4 separate regions of the Sus scrofa genome follow, and regions 2, 3 and 4 are each linked to region 1. The links are chromatin contacts, called in public HiChIP or PLAC-seq maps. All regions are on one chromosome and are shown on one strand. The core of a region is the stretch at or near the end of the contact, and the rest is flanking DNA. Distances in the headings are between cores, read along the strand shown. Region 1 overlaps CDK6 (a long non-coding RNA gene). Region 2 overlaps CDK6 (a long non-coding RNA gene). Region 3 holds the start of CDK6 (a long non-coding RNA gene). Region 4 overlaps CDK6 (a long non-coding RNA gene).

Region 1 (3,173 bases), core at 578-3,077:
AATCCACATGGTTAATGTAACAGCGGGAAGGAAGTGCCTGGCCTCAGAGGAGGCCACTGATAGAGACTGGGGTGGAGCTCTATCCTAGATATGGATGACAGAGAATTCATCTCGTCTGATCTGACTGGTTGGTAGTACCAGGCTGCGAGCCAGGTTGAGAATAATTCCGAGCTGCCATCTCGGTATAGCAGGAGACAGTGATTAATCAGCAACATATACCACGGAAGACAAATGAGCCACATGAACTAAGGTGACTTAGGTGAGTCAAGTTTTCTCTCTCTGATAGGCTGACACCAAAGCAATACACAAGGAGTAAAAGTTAAGAAAATGTAAAAGTGAAGCCCATCTAATAGTGACACACTCCAGCAGCAAATATTACTTACAGTATGGTAAAAAAATGTGGCTTCAAAGTCACTCTAACTTTTAATCTTTGAACCCACTGGTCCCGTGTCTGCCACAACTTTGCTAAAGATAGCCTAATGGGCTCTAATGTGGGTGTATCTCTGAGAAGATTAATTACGTTCACCTCCAGGCTCATAGGCACAAGCTTTCTCTTGCCTCTCCAATGTTGACATCAGCCAGCTGTCAGCAAAATCATGCATAACCAAGGTTGGAAATATTAATGTTGATTTTGGGGGAATGTAATCACTAGAAATATTCTGAAGCAGACGTGTCTGTTGGTTGAAGCAGCTTATTTAAAAAAAAAAAAAAAGAAGCAACTTTGCTCAAAAGGGAACCAAAAGTCTCATACAGTATTACAGATGACCCAAAAATATCCTCAAAATAGATTCAATCATTGGTTAAAAATACTCCAAACAGTGGAAAACTGATTTTCTCATTTTTTCCTTAAAAAAAAAAATCTGCTTAGTGTACAGATATGGGCACTGGCCCTTGAATGTCAGTGAACTTGACTACATGTCTCTGGTATTGAGAGATTAATGTGGTGATTAATCAACAAAAGTTAGCAGTTAGCATTTCTTTTCTCAAAATACATTTTACTGACCTCAGAGCCAGCTTAATTTTTTAAAAGGCTTCCTCATTGCATTTATATTTTTAATGATGGGTGGCTACTTGAAAGAAGACATTATTTTTCTGATTATGAAGTATACTTGCTTATAGAAAAGTTTGGAAAATAAAAAAAAATAAACAGAAGAAATCACACAGCATCATTCCTTTTCTCTTTGTATCTGCAAATGAATAAGATAGGATCTCTAAAGGTCTCTTCTCTTTCAAACAAAGATGGCATCACACATCAGAATGCTGGTGGTACAGTCCTTGGTTTGAACGAGAACAAAGAGACGAGACAGTGGTTAGCAGTCATAACAAATCTGTGACTTCATGTGACTCAAGCCTCTATGAAGAAAAGAATCAAGGACATATTAAAAAATATTATTTGCACACACATTTCTACCTACCCATTTATATCTTATAAGTAAAAAAAAAAAAAATTCCTCTATTCCCTTTTAAATGGTAAAGACAACTGGTATCCTGTATGAATATAACATTCCTATCCAGAATGTGCTGGGTGGAATCCAATAACGTGTGATAACTCAAAAATTTAACACAGGAAGCAAAGCCCACAACATTCCTTAGAAATTTCACAGACTATCTAGGCAGAACAGACCCATTTGAAAAGGGTTTTTTTTCCCCCCAGTGTTATTTGAAGAATGCAACTTTTCATAGCGGACACACTGGGTTTGTGACGGATGCAAATGCAGAGAGGAATAAAACACAATTAAATGATTCAGACTCTTGTGTTATGCCTCCATAGACCTTATTTCTGCACGGGTCAAACAAAGGAAAGTTGGTGTTTGACAACTGTGGATGACTCAACAGAGGAAGTTCTTACCATATGGATGTGCTTGTGGAAGTAAGGCTGGTTAACAAAGCCAGCCTTCTTTCTCCCTGTGGGCCAGGGAGGGTTTCGTTTTAGGAAATGGAAGTGTCAATGTGGACAAACTGTCCAGAAGTATTTATAGCATAATGTGTAGTTTCCTTCAACTGTCTCTGAACAAAGAATATATGCATGGAAAATAGGATCTGAATTTCCTTCATTCGTGTCATCTGAACTATATTGTTTATAAAACCCATGCAGCACAGTGACATGTATTCAATGTGATGTGAAAATGAAAAGTGTGCTAGTGGCGTCCCAATTAATTTTAAGAGCGCTTTCTTCAGGAAGGATGTTATATCTTTGTCATATTCACTGCAAACATGTTCTCTAAGACTACCATATGCTTTTTAACTGTGTGCAGTATTTTTATTTTTTTGATGAACAGAAGTTTTCAATTTTTATTTAGTCAAATATATTAATTTTTCTTTGTGACTTTTTAATGCTTTGAAAGGCTATCTCCACTTTAGGACCATCAAGATTTTTTTATAGTTTCTTTATCCTTTTATGATTTCATTTTTAATATTTAAGTCTTTAAGCCATCTGTTACTTGCTCTGGGGTAAAGAACCGAGAGAACTTAATTAATTAACATTCCCCCCCCCAAGGAGCTGACCTTATCTTATTCATTGAATAAGCTCTTCTGTCCTCTAGGGTTTGTGATTTATAATAAATTATACCACTTTCTAAATTGGAATTTTTTTTCCCGGACCCTCTATTCTTTTCCATTAATGTCTGTCATTTCTTCTGCTGGAGCCAAATTGTTATTGTAGCTGCATAATGCATTTTAGTACTTGGTGGTAGGAGTTACCCTTCATTACATTTTTATTAAAACAACTCTTGGTTATTTTTACCAATTTAGCTCCTCCAAATGCATTTTAGAATATCCCACTGGGAGCTCCTGTTGTGGCATAGTGGAAACGAATCTGACTAGGAACCATGAGGTTGCAGGTTCAATCCCTGGCCTTGCTCAGTGGGTTAAGGATCTAGTGTTGCTGTGAGCTGTGGTGTAGTTTGCAGACGTGGCTCGGATCTTGCATTGCTGTGGCTGTGGTGTAGGCTGGCAGCTGTAGCTCCAACTGGACCCCTAGCCTGGGAACCTCCATATGCCGCAGGTGCGGCCCAAAAGCAAAAAAAAAAAAAAAAAGAATATCCCGCTGGGATTCTGATCAGAGCTGCATAAAACTATAAATTAATTTAGAAAGATCAGGTATTCTTTGACTATTCAATCTTTTCATTCAGGAAAATGTAATATCTTTCTAATATTCAAATAGTCTATATCAG
Region 2 (3,157 bases), core at 576-3,075, 160 kb after region 1:
GCCTGCAGCTGCTAGTGGCCGTCTTTGCCACCATTTTCATGAGCCCTCCATGGAACACAGCCAACACTGAGGAGAGCCTGAACAGAGAGCTGACAGGCAAGAGATTCTGGATGACACTGTTTAAGTACCTGGACCCACCTGTGCCAAGCCTACCCCCGGATTTATTGCTAATGTGAGCCAGTAATGCTGCTTTGGTGCTTACTCAGTTTGAGTTGGGTTTTATTAGTTACAACAAAAAAACAGTCCTAAGACATCTATAAACACTTTGAAATAGCAGTATCTGACCTCAAATATATCTTATGTATTAGACAAACTGAATTAATTGAACTCAAGCACATAAACAGTAGCAGTTCCCTCTAGGTGACCACACCAGTTCCCCGACTTGCTGGGAGACGTTTTTTTTTTTTTTTTTTTTTTTCGGTCTTTTTAGGGCTGCACTGATCGCACATGGAGGTTCCCAGGCTAGGGGTCAAGTTGGAGCCGCAGATGCCAGCCTACACCACAGCCACAGCAACAACAGATCCAAGCAGCGTCTGGGACCTACACCACAGCTCATGGCAATGCTGGATCCTTAACCCACTGAGTGAGGCCAGAGATCAAACCTGCATCCTCATGGATACTCTTCAGGTTCATTAATTGCTGAGCCATGAAGGGAACTCCTGGGAGACTATTCTTAAAGTGGTTTCTCTGGGAGCATGCCCACCAGAAAGCAGTAACTGACAGCAGCAGAGCAGACTAATTCATCCTTCTAAAGGAGCCACTCCACTTCTTCCCGGGATTCCTATGTGAGGTTCTTAGTCTGATCACAGAGGCACTTTATGGGGAAAAAAGTAGGGAAAGGAAGAAGACAGACAGATAAGCTTGTTGCAAACAGGAATATGGAAGCTAGGATAGGAAAGGCCTCAGTGGGTGTGAGGAAGCAAGGAGGCAAGGAGAAGTATTTCAAAATAATACAAAGATACTGAGTTTTACTTAATTTAAAGGTTGAGTCCAATGCTCAGAGGTCTGTTTTCCTGAAGCCTCAGTTAAACAACCCTCCTTCCACTAGCAGTTGTTGAAAAGTGGCAGGGAAACCCCTTTTGTGATCAAACTGTTAGCCCAAAGGCTACCATAATCTGAGAAGGGAATGCAAAGCCAACATCTTTTATGTACTAAATCATTTTATTCCTTATAACCATAAGAGGGTTCATAAGCAAGTTTCATAGTTCATCTTCATCCAGTTAATCTTTAGAGTTTCTACTAATTAGTTTCAGCTTCTATCTATATACACCTGGCCATGAGGATCTATGAATTAAAACTGTTGCATTCATTAAACAAAAAATATTTTACAAATAAGATGGGAACCCCCCAAACTGGGCAAGTTTTCAAGATGTGACTTGCACTGCAGTAAACATTTAAAACCGTGTTAACCAACTATAATGGAAAAAATAAAAATCATTAAAAAATTTTTTTAAATAAAATAAAATCAAGCAAACAGTAAAACTTGTGTATACAGAAACACACTGCTATCATAGGGTAGTGCAAAAACTGGTGTACTCTAAGCTGGGCCCCAAATAAGCTCTTTGGGCTATGTTAAGAGGTATATGGGATACATACACTGTTTTGTTCATATTCAAGATGAATTACTGAAATGTACATTAAATAACAGAATTCGAACTTCATAGTCCTCTAGCAAGCACTAGCGGTATTCCTATTACAAGCACAATTCTTTAGACTGCTAATGCATTTTATCTGAACGAAAGGCAGAGAGAATGAGGTAGTGGCCTCATTCTGTTACCCTAACTATATGCTATTGTGGGAAAAAAGGAAACGTTACTTCAGAGCTAAAACTCATGAGGAAATCATAAAAACATATTTGTTCTCTTTAGGGAAGAGAATATTCTGAGGCAAAATATTCTGAGGCAAAACTCTCTGAGTCACCATGTGGATCACCATCTCCCCAAAGTCAAGAAAAGGAAAAAATAGGCCGCGAGACAGTGATGAGTTGACATTTTTGCCGAGTCCAGTTCCAATACAAAATTGTTTCCTAAGTTCAAAAACAACCCCAAACCAACCCTATAAAAAGAAGAACCCTGCCAACTGAGACTATCAGAGATCATTACGTCTTAGTTAGAATAAACACCATCCACCAACCCCAGCTACAGCACAAGGACAAGATGCTGCTCTTGTACCTGGTGACATTTCTACCTAGACATGATTACCTTAGTTTTAGCCTTTTTCTTGTACAACAGTTAGCTTCCATCAGCCGCTCTACAAGCACAGATATATGGGTCAGAATAAGGGCCTGACAAGAGTGAATGGCTTAAGAGAGCCCCAAACCTATGGCATTTGAACGGAGAGTGGGGTTCAGCGGCCCCAAGTCTAAACCCTACTGGCAGGTCAGAGATGATAGATGAGCAAAGTAAACATAGGGTTCAAACTGGAATGGAAGTACCTCTCCCTACTTTTGCTTGTTCTTTCTTTTAACTCTCCAGGGCACCCAGGGTGGTGTCTAATACACTGTAGGTGTTCAATAAATGTCTACTGAATGAATTAAACTTTTCGAAATTAAAACTCAGGGAAAAGGTGGGAACGAACTAAAAGAGGGGATCTTCAGAGATGTATTAAGAGAGCACAGGACTCTGAGCAAGTCAAATCTTGGAAGAAACGTAAAATGAGGACTCACACACTCCTACATCCCATTTGTTAACCCATACTTGTTAGTTTGCTCGCTACTAGCTACTTTTGTGTATCTTGACCTTTGTAGTCCTCGTAACAACTCTATGAGACGGCACTCATTTTATAGCTGAAGAAACAGATGTTATGTATACAAATGTTCATGGCAGCATCATTCATAACAGCCCAAAAGAGAAACAACCCAAACGTCTACTGATTGATAAATGAGTAACATAATGCAGTATATCCATATAGTGGAATATGATTTAGTCATCAAAGGAGTGAAGTACAGGTACATGCTTTGACACGAGTATACCTTGAGAAGATGATGCTAAGTGAAAGGAACTAGTCCCAAAAGGCCACATATTACACAATTCTTCTTACATGATACATCCAGAATAGGACAGATTCATAGTGGTTACCCAGAGATGGGGGCAGTCGGGGAGGATGGCAAGAGCGAAGGAATGAAGAATGACAGCTAGTGGGAACTGGGTTTCTTTTG
Region 3 (3,402 bases), core at 221-2,720, 220 kb after region 1:
CGCAGACTGAGCGGCCCGCCCCTCCCGTGGCCCCCCTCCCCGCCCCAGTCCTGCCCGCCGCTCAGCAGCGAAGGAAGCGTCGGGGACGTCCCACCCCCGCAGGGAACTGAGCCCGCTGCCCCCGCCTGGCCCCGCACCGCCCGCCTCCGCTCTCCCCCCTCGCTCTCCGGACGGTCGGCTCCGGCGGAGAGAAACGGGAGCAGCAGTGCCTTTCCCCCCCGCTCTCCTCCACTTTTTTTTGTTGTTGTTGTTGCTTTCCCACGCTGGCTGAATGTGACTTGACCCCATTTCAAAATAGTTTGACATAGTGCTTCAACATTTCCGCATTCCTCCGCGACTACAAAGGCTGCAGCCGCCTCCTTCTGCTTTCTGTCTCTGCTCTCTGTCTTCACACTCAATGAAATCCTTCATGTGCCTCTCTCCAAGCCTGCCAAGCACCGCAAGGGTCGCCACCAGCGCAGCGACAAGAGGCCGCACCGGGGACCACGACTCCCGCGTGTGCGCACACGCAGATGCTCCCACGTGCACAATGACCGGCGCAGTGCTGGGCCCGAAGGTGCTCACCCGGGGCGTGCATTTTAACTTCAATATTTTAAATTAGGAGAGTAAATTGGGAAACCAAAGCAAGCGTGCATCATTGCGGGGCTCCCAGCCCGGGCGCCGGGCGCCTGCGTGCACTCCTCTAAATGTGCCTAAACGCCCGCAGTGGTTGCCAGCAAAAAGTCTGCGTTAACATTTATCTCACGGTGGGAAAGGTGAAGCCCCCACCCACAGGGTCAGCGAGATGGAGGGCGAGCTTTCGTGGTGAAATAAATATAGGGCACCCAAACATCCCCCCGCATCGAGTCTCCAAAAGCATGCACTTTAAATCCTAAATGTGGGTTATTATGTGAGTTTCCAGGTGGAGTTTGAGTTCCGTTTGAAGAAACCGGATAAGAAGTGTTTGTGTGGGTGTTTGTGCGCAAGGCTATGCGGGATCAAGCACAGGATCTCGGCGTTAGGGGGGTGTCCCTCGTGTGGGATATACCCCTCTTAGCCAGATTAGGAGAAACTTTTGCGCCCCCAAACTGGCCCCCGTAACAAGTCCGCCTCGGGTTGTAAGGGGTTAACTAAAGTGGATTCCGAAAACCTACCACCCCTCCTCCGCACCCGTCGCCCCTACCCACCCTCGCTTCGGACCCCCGCCAAGCCCCGAAATCTCCCCTGGGGACCCCCCACCCAGCAGCCCACCCACCCGAGAGCACAGCTCCTCACCTGATGGGCCTCGCCGCTTCGGGCTTCGCGAGGGGGCTGCGGGTGTCAGTACGACCTTCGCACGTGTCCACCGCGGCGCGGAGCAGGTAACTCGGCTCGGAGGAAGAAGTCACCAGCCCTCTCTCCGGCGAGGGGGTGGGCACTGCGGCGGAGGGCGGAGGGACGGCGGAGGGCGCCGCCCGCGCCGCTCGCTGGGGGCGGACGGGGGCCGCGGGGCTCCGGCCCGCGCTAGGGGCCCGAGTTGGGGAGGCGGCGGAGGCAGCGGGGCGGGGCTGGGGGGCCGGGAGGCCGACTCCGCCGAGACCCTCCCCGCCGCAGCTAGGTTGGGGGCTCGCCGCGCAGTGGCAAGCAAGTGTGCAAATTAAAGCCTTCCGGAGAGAGGGGAGGCGGCCGAGACCCGGCTGTGCTCGGAACCTCCTGGCCCCCTAGCTCTCCGCTCCGAGTAGGGGGCGAAGAAGGGAGGGGGGGAGTTAAATGAAAATTTCCGGCTTTCACTGCCACTGGAGTGGGGATCTTGCGACTAAAATAAAAGGCGTGAGAGGGAGAGTGGAATGTGTCGTCGGGAGTCGGTGGAGTTACCAAATCCAGGGTCGCCCGGAGTTGGGGTTTTGACAGAGTGAGGTGGGGGTATCGGCAGTCTATGATGCAAACGGATGGGAAAAACAGAACAACCAACAGTAATTATGAAGGTCTGTAGGGAGGGTAAAAGCGACACTTTCCAAGAAACTGAAAAATCAGACCAAAAAAATAACTCTTCTCTATTAAAAAAAAAAAATTGGCAGGACGCCTTGTAGAAAAGAAAATACTAATCTGTCCAAAGCACTTTTCACTTTCAGCATGAACTGCATTTGTTTTGTTGTCCTTCGCTTCCTTTCGGCCTCACCAAGCCCTATCTCTTCCTTTTGGACAGAGAATATGATTTGGAAATTGTCAGGCACTTTTGTGGTTAACGATCTACTTGATGGGGCTGGCCGGTTCACAATTATTAAGTGGCTAGCAACTGTTGAGGGTTCACTGAGGTATTTCTGGGGAGCTAAGAAGCCTAAAATTGATTGTAAATAACAGAACTGCAAGATAACACACACACACACACACACACACAGAACACAATTCGGTGGGTGCTCAGTTGAAATGCATTATTGGAATTCTGAAATTTGAAACCTTGTAAGAATGCATATTTTACCTGCTGAGAAAACCTGAATACAATTATTTCAGGTGAAAATGAGATTTTGGAGAAAAAGAAAAGTCTTCTAGACTTTCTACAATGAAGTAAAACAAACCTTAAAATAGCTGTTTTTAGGAAAAAATTTCAGTATTGTCCAAAATCTCTTTCTGTAAAATACTTGAAACTTTTTAAAACATCTTTAATGCAAAGCCTAAAAAATTTTATTTATTTCAGTGCTCTGTGGAAAAATTAAAACCCAACAAAATTCTGTTGGAATTGAAAATATTATTCTATAAATCTTTTTTGACTTTTTGAATTAAACCGTGTTGCTAATTTCATAGTACATCAAAATTTTGCCTTTATAAAATTAATTCTATACTGCAGTGTGAAGTAACAAGTTAGGTAAATAAAAACTGTTGCATTTCCATTGGCAAATATTTTGCACTGAATTATAATAATTTTTCTTAAAAACTAAAAATGAATAATTGTGGTTTTTATGCTCTAGATAATTCATAAAATATACTTTGTCCTTAGAAGCATATCTTCTAAAATGAAATCCAATTTCTGAACAAAATTCTGTTCAGATAATGTGTAAAATTATCTACAATATCCTATACCTTATAGACTTAAGAAAGCAAATTGCTGGATTTTGTATTTATATACAATACTGGATTATTACAAATCACCAATTAGACTTTAAATGAGGAACAAATGGGAATCCTCCATTTTGATAATTGCTCACACTTGTCAGTGTTTTTTAAAACAAGATTTACTTGCTGGCAATTAACACATTTATGTAATTCAGAAATAACTGTCAATAAATAGTCCTAGGAAACAGCAAATGATTCTAAGAATTTGAGTAAATAATTTGTTTAAAAATATTAAGCTATAGTATCTTTTAAATTAACAGAAAAAATGTCTTTCTACACTGGGTTGCATTTTTAATTACTGGATTTGACAACCACCACAGATGGATTAGAAGC
Region 4 (3,214 bases), core at 532-3,031, 140 kb after region 1:
AACTGTATATTCTAAATGTGGAAGAAAGCTCAATTTATTTTACTTTGAAACCTAAGAAATCAATAACATGAACCATATGTTAATTATGGATCTTGGTGATAAATAAAGTAAGAAGTCCTGTGAAACCGTGGTGGTGAAAGTGATGGAGTTGAAACAGAAAAGGAAAGAAGTCCTTTTTTCTTGGTGTGTGATGCTTTCATAAATCTCTCTGCTTGGGAAGACACCAAAATGCAGCTCTTTCCTTAATTCAGTCTAATGTAATTTATATTTCACTTTCTTCCCAGCTCCTAAGTGGTGTTTTTTTTTTTTTTTTTCTTTAATCAAGATCCTACAGCAATGACAAGATGCATATCCAAGGATGTTAGTACAGTGGCAACATTTAGAATAGATGATGTCAAAGACAAAACCTAACCAATATTTATGCCCTTGAATTTCATTTATTCGGATTCATGCAGTTTTGCACTAAAGATGTGAATCTAGCCATCTTTACTATCTGGTGGAAACACTAAAGGACTTCGGGTTTACAAGATAAATTGCTATGACTAGAGTAAGAATCATAACGGGGGAACAAGAGTTAGTAATGTGATGTTTCACATCTCTACACTGAGCATCAAGTACTTTTAAAAGAGATAATTTAGGGGGAGCTGTTACTGAGGGTAATTAAATCTCTCCTTTTTTCCTGGAACCCATTAAGTCAAATTTTTCTTTTTTTCTTTTTTGTCTTTTTGTCCTTTCTAGGGCTGCACCTGTGGCATATGGAGGTTCCCAGGCTAGGGGTCTAATCGGAGCTGTAGCCACCAGCCTACGCCAGAGCCACAGCAATGCAGGATCCCAACTGTGTCTGCAATCTACACCACAGCTCATGTTAACCCACTGAGCAAGGCCAGGGATCAGACCCACAACTTCATGGTTCCGAGTCGGATTTATTAACCACTGAGCCACTACTGGAACTCCTCAAATTTTTCTCTTTTTACCACCAATCTATGTCTTCCCTCTTTCTGTACCCAACCTCCTTGACCTGGAACACATTTTTATAGCGGGAAGGGGAGGAGAGAAGCAGGGCCCCCACCTGTGACTTTTACACCACCTTTGATTCAGCAAATACTTCAGTCTTCGGATATGAGGGATGGTGAATTTCTCAGTTCCAGATTTGAACATTTTGAGACATATTAGTGAAATTTAAAAGTTCATTAAGTGTTCCAGCATAATCACAGAATTAACATATTCATAGGACAACTTCAGTTAAGGATATGTGTTTCTGGATCAATTGGTACCTGATGGCTCAATGGAGACTTAAACTTTTAATGCTGCAGTTCCTAAACTTAATTCGGAGTGAAAGCTCCTACGCCCTATGGTCCCCAACTCCCTGCTATGTTCTATTTTAGCTTTCCAATCTAGAAGCGGTGTGACTATACTAGAGTAGAATGATAAATATTTCTTTGGTTTTGTCCAAGAAAGGAAAAATGAACAAGTATGGTCAGGGACAGCTGAGAGCAATGGTAAATACAAAAACCAACAAAGCTACTTGCTTATATTTGTTAAAGGCTTAGAACCACAAGTGGAAGAAATGCTAAGCACTCATACTTTCAGATACAGGTGCCTTAAAGTGACTACCTGAATGCTGTGTTTGGCCACAGCTGGAGTCTGTGCTAAAACTCTGGGTCTATGATCCACTTAAGTTTCATATGGTTTTGGTTCCTCATCAATAAAACAGGGTTAGGAATTCCGACCAGTTACACTTGCAAGTCTGGTAATAGTTTACTAATTGAGGATCACAGAGAACTGTGAGAACATTAAGTGAAACGAAACAAAAAGCATCTTTCAAAGGTCAAATAATGATGTGTCATGAACACTTTTTTTTTTTCCCCAAAGAGTCGCTTTCTGGGTGGCTTAGGAATTTCTAGTTAGAATTCTCATGTTCCTAAGAGTCTTTTCTTTAATTCATATTTATGAGTTCGCATTTTCCAATAGACCATCTTAAAGAATAAAAACATCGGTACTTTTACACAAGTATATACGGACAACTTCAGTTAAAATGCCACACCTGATTCACCTGGGCTTAGATGAGAGTCTTCTGAATGGCTGGGGCCACCTACGCACAGGCAAGTAAATATTCCAAAGTTCTGAGTCATCTCAGACATTTTGCCATTTCCAAGTAGGGTCATATGTCAAACTGTAGGAGAGTATTTCTCAAACAGTAGTCTCTATAAGCTTCATCAGAGGGGACTTACTGGAAACTCCCTTCCGAGCTCATGTTCAGGATTAGCATTAGGGCAAGGCTGTAGCGTTCAATGAGCATCCCAGGTGGTGACTATACAGCTGATTCACTGACCACACTTGGAGAAACACAGAGATTATATTTAACCTAATTTCATTAACCCTTTATTCAAAGGTGACTCATTTTTGCAAAATTTGCTTGGGTTTAGTCTACCTTCCAGGCATCACAATTAGGCTTCCAGTGTATGGGAGTAGCTAGAGTTGTTAAAGATTAGATTTATACTTGATCATTTCTAATATTCGAGGAATTCTCTTTTACTTCCTAGGACTTCAAGAGTCACAGTGACCGGGAGTTCCGGTCGTGGCTCAGTGGTTAACAAACTGACTAACATCCATGAGGATGCAGGTTCAATCCCTGACCGGTGTTGCCCTGAACTGTGGTGCAGGTTGCAGATGTGGCTTGGATCTGGCGTTACTGTGGCTGTGGTGTAGGCCAGAGGCTACAGCTCCGATTGGACCCCTAGCCTGGGACCTTCCATATGCCACAGGTGTGGACCTAAAAAGACAAAAAAAAAAAAAAAAAAAGAAAAAAGAGAGAGAGAGAGAGTCACAGTGTCTGAATGAAATAATGCCATTCATTTACGGCAACATGGATGGACTGAGAGATTATTATAAAAAGTGAAGTCAGACAACCATATGATATTACTTATATATGGAATCTTTTAAAAAGGACACAAATGAACTTATTTGCAGAACAGCAACAGGCTCACAGACTTCAAAAACTCACGGTTCCCAAGGGGACAGGTGGTGGGAGGGATGGACTGGGGGTCTGGGATTGGCATATGCACATTGAGTGTATGCAATGATTGGCCAATGGGAACTTGCTGTATAGCAAAGGGAACTCTACCCAATATTCCGTGATAATCTATGTGGGAAAAGACTCTGAAAAAGAATGTGTATATGTATAACTGAGTCACTTTGTTGTACAGCAGAAATT

Evidence for each region. HiChIP or PLAC-seq counts read pairs in DNA pulled down with a chosen protein or histone mark.
Region 2: an H3K27ac HiChIP or PLAC-seq map of alveolar macrophages shows a contact between it and region 1. The contact joins two enhancer-like sites. A contact is called at or near these places in 1 of 47 Hi-C or Micro-C datasets (embryonic fibroblasts) and 2 of 2 datasets of contacts at active chromatin or transcription factors (alveolar macrophages and skeletal muscle).
Region 3: a contact with region 1 is called in an H3K27ac HiChIP or PLAC-seq map of alveolar macrophages. The contact joins the promoter of CDK6 here to the enhancer-like site in region 1. A contact is called at or near these places in 12 of 47 Hi-C or Micro-C datasets (alveolar macrophages, brain, embryonic fibroblasts and 8 more) and 2 of 2 datasets of contacts at active chromatin or transcription factors (alveolar macrophages and skeletal muscle).
Region 4: an H3K27ac HiChIP or PLAC-seq map of alveolar macrophages shows a contact between it and region 1. The contact joins two enhancer-like sites. A contact is called at or near these places in 2 of 47 Hi-C or Micro-C datasets (embryonic fibroblasts and fibroblasts) and 1 of 2 datasets of contacts at active chromatin or transcription factors (alveolar macrophages).

The regions. Positions count from the first base shown.
Region 1 is chr9:72,548,039-72,551,211 of Sscrofa11.1, forward strand. The region is part of intron 5 of CDK6 (a long non-coding RNA gene); the gene reads right to left. Among named protein-coding and RNA genes, the nearest start is that of FAM133B, 46 kb to the left of the region's middle. Within about 2 kb of position 1,828, at least 24 of the 83 cell types and tissues checked have an H3K27ac peak or open chromatin away from gene starts, as enhancers often do. A contact at or near this core is called in alveolar macrophages, retroperitoneal adipose tissue and skeletal muscle, where this site is marked.
Region 2 is chr9:72,703,671-72,706,827 of Sscrofa11.1, forward strand. The region is part of intron 2 of CDK6 (a long non-coding RNA gene); the gene reads right to left. Among named protein-coding and RNA genes, the nearest start is that of CDK6, 60 kb to the right of the region's middle. Within about 2 kb of position 1,826, at least 2 of the 83 cell types and tissues checked have an H3K27ac peak or open chromatin away from gene starts, as enhancers often do. A contact at or near this core is called in alveolar macrophages, where this site is marked.
Region 3 is chr9:72,764,161-72,767,562 of Sscrofa11.1, forward strand. CDK6 (a long non-coding RNA gene) reads right to left here and starts at 1,471. Exons shown (of 8, transcript XR_002347034.1): 1 at 1,255-1,471. It overlaps LOC102161391 (a long non-coding RNA gene), which reads right to left. Exons shown (of 3, transcript XR_002347038.1): 3 at 2,662-3,402.
Region 4 is chr9:72,683,545-72,686,758 of Sscrofa11.1, forward strand. The region is part of intron 3 of CDK6 (a long non-coding RNA gene); the gene reads right to left. Among named protein-coding and RNA genes, the nearest start is that of CDK6, 80 kb to the right of the region's middle. Within about 2 kb of position 1,782, at least 13 of the 83 cell types and tissues checked have an H3K27ac peak or open chromatin away from gene starts, as enhancers often do. A contact at or near this core is called in alveolar macrophages, where this site is marked.